Regions from separate parts of the Mus musculus genome. Here region 1 is linked to region 2. Evidence: chromatin contacts called from public Hi-C data. All regions are on one chromosome and are shown on one strand. The core of a region is the stretch at or near the end of the contact, and the rest is flanking DNA. Distances in the headings are between cores, read along the strand shown.

Region 1 (2,700 bases), core at 103-2,602, 200 kb after region 2:
GTTCAGAGGTCGGCTCGATAAACACAGAGATACAGGAATCAGACTTCCGATGTGATTCACATACACTCAGACATGTTGATGATGGTATACACCTGCTTTCATGTGTGCTTGTCTCCAGCTGTCCTTTCATGCTTTAACTTCCGCCTTGAGTTTTAATTAACTGTATGTCAGTTGTAAACTCTCCAACATTTAGTGCTATCTTATTATTCTCTATGACTATAAATCAGGAGTTGGGAGTGTTTCCAAGAATCAAACCACACATCAGAAAGTTAGGCCACAACTGTTCTCTATAGACTGGTTTTCCAGTTCACTTTATATAACTTTGGCCAAGTTGTCAGGTCAGCATACAAGAATAGACCCCTGTTTTCCTCCAGGACTAATTATTTTTTTCCTAACCTGGATCCCTTTAACTTTATAGCTATTTGAACATCTCCTCTGGAAATGGCCATCCTTACAATGTCACAGGTGGGACCTAGAGTTCTGTTATACATCAAGAGTGTCCCCTTATCTCAGACAGCTCATCTTATCCTCTACTCTTTTGGGACAACTGCCCCGTTTGTGCTTAGGAGTGACTTTTCTGGAGCCTCGTTTCACAGTTGTGATACAGTTACCTCTTCAGACCATACGGACTACAGCTGCTTTAACACAACCCATTATAGACAGAGCTTCATGGTGTCAAAGCGGCAGGCAGCTCACCAAGGAGAGAGTCTGGAAAGGAGCTATCTGAAGGCTCCTCTGTAAGGCATCCTGCCTTTCCAGTTCGTTTCCTCATCTAAAATGAAGACTCTAGAAGAGCTCTAAGATACTTCTAACACTGTTGTTTGGGTGGCCCACCCAATATGCCAGCATACTAAATTTCCTTTTGGCTTTGTTCTTTTTCTGTAGAAATTTGGAGGTGACCATGGTTCATGAAAAGTAGTGGTGATTCGAGGAAGAAAGGTTTTTCAGACCCGAAGATATTGCATTGACCAAGCTGTGTTAGTGTTAGTGAAATTAACCCGCCCAGCACAGACTTTTATCTTTTAGCAAAAGGTAAGAAATGTTGGAAATCATTACCTTCCACCTTCATGAGGGAAACTACTGTGTAAATGGAATAGAGGAAGCTTTGTCTCAAAGGCTGTGCTCAATTTTAATTGTGTTTGCGTATTATTAGCATCAGATATATGTGGAAACCTTTGCTCAACCTTTGCTTAGGAAAATGTACATTTGGGATCTACTCTAGGCTGATTTACTTAGAGTCTATAGAAAAAGCATTTAGAAATATACCTTTTAATAAGTGTCTTAATTCCCAGGGCTAGGAGTTAGGACCCAGAATTCGAAGGTTTTGAAACAGGAGGAACAGGAATGGCTGCTAGCGCCCTGCAGGGAGGAGTTGGTGCTGGTGTTCTAGGAAGCAGCTGATCAGAGGCAGGAAACATCTGGTTTTTCTTGGAAAATTGATGCCCCAGATATGATGGTCATTTTGTGCATAAAACATCTTGGGTGGTCTTAGTGGAGATGCTGAGGCTGCCTGACTGTAATCATCTCACTGCAGTTATGCTTTGTGCTTGTTTTATAAACACTATTTCTGCACAGCTATACTGAAACGCCAATGGAGGTGGTAAGGGGAGTGATCTTCCTAAATGAACTAGGCTTTCGCCCTTCTTCTTGGAGGAGAAAATGTAGAAGTGTGAGTACCTTGTAGGGTTTGAAGGGAAATGAGTCACCATGAACAGAATCTAATGAGTGCTTAATATCACTAGCTATTTCTTTCTACAGCCAAACAGAGCCAGAGACGCTCTACATGAAAAGGAGTCAGACTTTGTGCTAATGAGTCTAAATTTTGGGGAGCTGTAACAAACACTCGTCTTAATAGAAACTTGCCAACTTTATAGCCTCATGCCTTTCAATGTGATCATATAAAAATTATTCTTCAAAATCAAAGCAATTCTTCTTTTAAGAATTTTTGCAAGTCCTCAAAAGTCAGAGATTTTCTGGTTAAGTTCCCGTCTTTCCTGTGGCTGTAATGTCAGGGCAGTTGAAGCATTAGGTACGCATGCTCCTCTGTTCTTTCTTCCTTTCCGTGTTCTCTGCCTCCCTCTCAGAATCCAGGCAGGAATAATTTATTCAGGTGCTAATTCTATCACTAGCCAGACACAAACAGGATTTAGCCTTGAGTCAGTTGTAACATTTATATACCCAAGTAAATATGGACGTCACCTCAGCCACAGTCCTTATTTGGCTTCCCAGCAGAGTGCCAGAAACCAGAGAATTACAATTGATTGATTAATGATGAGAAGGAAAGGAGTTGTAAAAACTAAGTAAAAGGCTGGTTATGGGAGGGGAAGGGGAAACTAAAAATTTCTGCCTATAAAGCTGTCTTTAAAGAGATTGAAAAAGATATGGAGATAGTCACTAAAAACTGCAAGTTGATTGCTGACAAGATCAAAGATCAAAGTTCCTGCTACTTGTCTGCCTCCCTCCCTCCCCAAGGTGGGGAAAATAAGAATCAGCAGGAGAGCTTTGGGAGAGAGCAACTAGCTGGCCCTCCCTGACTCTCTGCTTACTTGTCTGGGGTGAGGCCATAGCATAAGACAGCTTTAACGCTTTCACAGGCATTAACCGCTGTCATACATGGCTTCTTTCTCCCTGTAAGGAAGATGGGTACCTCCCCTGGGCTACCTGGGCAAGGCTTCCTGCAGGACAGCTCTGACATCATCA
Region 2 (2,700 bases), core at 32-2,531:
GTCTTTAAAAAGAACAACATTTCAATTAATTTTTTACTGCTATTTTTCTTTTTCAATGTCACTTATTTATAATCTTATCTTTTCTATTTTCTTCCCTGTTCTCAAATCAGATTGGTTTTGCTGGTTTTCTTCTTTTTTTTATTTTAATTCTATTTTGAGATATGTGCTTGCATTACTGACAGGAGACATTTTTCTTTATGCTAATTCATGCGTTTAGTGCTATGTTCTTCATGGGGATTTAGTTTTCTCCCCAAAATTTGGACATGTTTTCTCTGTTACTTCGTATTTATCCCTTGGGTAATTTATAAGCACACTTAGAAGTTAGTCGTTAGAATTTTGTTATTTTCTATAACCTTGTTATTGCTTGCTAATTTGATTTCATTGTGATTCGTGATTGTTTAATGGCCGCCCTTGATATATGCCATGTGGTTGCCTGGAAAGAACATATATTCTGCTGGTGTTCAGATGCGTGGTCTGTACCTGTGGATTAGAAGCTGTTTGTAGAGCTGATGAGTTCTGTGTGCTGGCTGGTTTTCTGAGCAGTTCTGTCACCACTGACAGAACTATCTATCTATAGAATCTATGGGATGAGGTTCCATGCTTTGAGATACATTTTCTTTTTTTCATATATGTAAGCCCCTCACCAGAGCCAAAGTTATACCCAGCAGGCCTTTGAACTTCTGAGCCAAATAAACCTCTTTTCTTTATAGAGTTAGTCTTCCTCCAATGTTTTGTCAGAGTAACAGACAGAGGCCAAAGTTCTGGGACATCTTTATTGTTCTGGTTTCCTGTTCACTAAATCTTTTCTCTTTCTTCTTTAGCTTCATTTGGAGATGAGCTACTGCCTCTAACATGGAGAATTAGGGTTTTTTTTTTCTATTTTTAAGTTTTATTTCTTGTTTTCTGCCTGTTACTTCTTTGTTTTTGTAGGATTGTAACTTATTGGGACATTTTTATGATTTTTTTAAAAATAAAATCTTTGTTATTCAGTTCTCACAACCCAGCCATCTATTTATCTTTTCCCATTAATGTTTATGTTCTTATGTGAGGTTAATTTTTATCAAGACTTGGATTGATTGTGGTTGTTATTTCATGATTGTTTGAATCTTCTGTCATAGGACATTCCTTTTGGCAGGTCTGTGGCACAGACAGTATAGGGCACAGTCTCAGTAATACTTGGAGGGCACAAAAATCTATCCTGTTTCCCCTCCCTTGTCTCAAGAGAGATGGAGGTCCCTGGTTACTTGCTAAGGCTTGGTTTTATTTATAGGACCTGGAATAGGGGTGCTCTGCTGACACTGAGGTGGGGCTGTCCGTGTTATTGCTAGGAGGTGATGCAATCATTGAGTCTTTATTAGATCTCTGATTACTTCCTCTAGTGGGGAGGGAACAGGTTGCTTTACTACTGATGTTCGGGAATGAAAGTCTGCATGCACGCCACAGCTGATGTTCCTCTCACACCATTGGAAGAACAGTGGTTTGTTACTCCTCTGTACGGCTCTGCTGACCCCTTTAGACCAGCCTTGGGTCGGTCTGCTGGCTGTTTCTGTTTCATTGGGAATGTTGGTCTAAACTTCACGTTTAGCCTTTGCTGACTTGGGTGATGGGAAGACTGTAAAGCTTTCTCCGCCCTTTTTAGCTGGAGTGGGGTGGGTAACACCAACAGGTTTTGCATATTGTTCGTATTCTTCCCTGGCCATCTGGGAAGAGGAACAAGCTTTCGTTGAAGCTGCTTTTGCGAACATCTTAGCATTTCTATCTAAGTGGTCAACTTCTTTAGCTCTAAGTCTGGGATACAGGAGGTTAAAAGGAAACAAAAGGATTTCCTATGCTTTATTCTTTGTGTTCTAAGCTCCCAGGTCAGCTGTCTTATCTCCATCTTTCAGAATATCTCCTTCTTTCTATGGATTTTTAAATTTTAACTAGAAAATGATCAGAGAGTTTATTAATAGTTATATTTATTCAGAGGATTAGGGAGAAGTGTATCCATGCTGCTTTCCAAGAGAGGAAAAGCAGCCTTTACTTAGCCATAACACACTTTCATCTCACACGTGCTGATTGGACACCCATGTGTCTAGCACTGCTCTGGACTCTGTGGATGATGACAAAAATTAAAAGATACAAATGTCAGCATTAAAAATGGATACCATGGGCTGGAGAGATATCTCAGCGGTTAAGAGCACTGACTGCTCTTCCAGAGGTCCTGAGTTCAATTCCCAGCAGCCATGTGGTGGCTTACAACCATCTGTAATGACACCCAATCTTCTCTTCTGGTGTGTCTAAAGACAATGTACTCATATAAATAAAAATAAATAAATGAATTAAAAAATGGATGCCATATTCTTTTGTGTGTTGTTTGTTTGCATTCAAGCAAGTGTGCTTGCATGTAAATGCATGCATGAGGAGGGCAGAAGTCAACTTCTTATGTCATTCCTTAACACACTTTCCACTTTGCTTTTGTGACAAATAGTCTAGGTTAGCTGGCCAACAAGCTCCCAAGATCCATGTGTCTGTCTCTCCTTTCTCAGTACTGGGATTACAAACCTGTGCCGGCACATCCAACTTCTTTAAAAATAATAATATTACATTTTATTACTTTAGTGTGTGTGTGTGTTGGAGAGGTGAGAGGACAAATATGGGGGTTGGTTCTTTCCTTCTACCATGTGGGTCTAGGGGATTTAGGTCATCAAGACTGGGTGG

Evidence for each region. Hi-C and Micro-C count contacts between places; a contact is called where the count stands out from the background.
Region 1: a Hi-C map of uterus shows a contact between it and region 2, with 6 times the contacts expected there. The contact joins two enhancer-like sites. A contact is called at or near these places in 14 of 484 Hi-C or Micro-C datasets (the HL-1 cell line, adipose-derived mesenchymal stem cells, cerebellum and 6 more).

The regions. Positions count from the first base shown.
Region 1 is chr17:81,391,774-81,394,473 of GRCm38.p6, forward strand. All of the region lies in intron 10 of Slc8a1 (solute carrier family 8 (sodium/calcium exchanger), member 1), which reads right to left. Among named protein-coding and RNA genes, the nearest start is that of Gm33944, 110 kb to the left of the region's middle. Within about 2 kb of position 1,353, at least 9 of the 459 cell types and tissues checked have an H3K27ac peak or open chromatin away from gene starts, as enhancers often do. A contact at or near this core is called in uterus, where this site is marked.
Region 2 is chr17:81,196,255-81,198,954 of GRCm38.p6, forward strand. No RefSeq gene overlaps it. Among named protein-coding and RNA genes, the nearest start is that of Gm33944, 87 kb to the right of the region's middle. Within about 2 kb of position 1,282, at least 1 of the 459 cell types and tissues checked has an H3K27ac peak or open chromatin away from gene starts, as enhancers often do. A contact at or near this core is called in uterus, where this site is marked.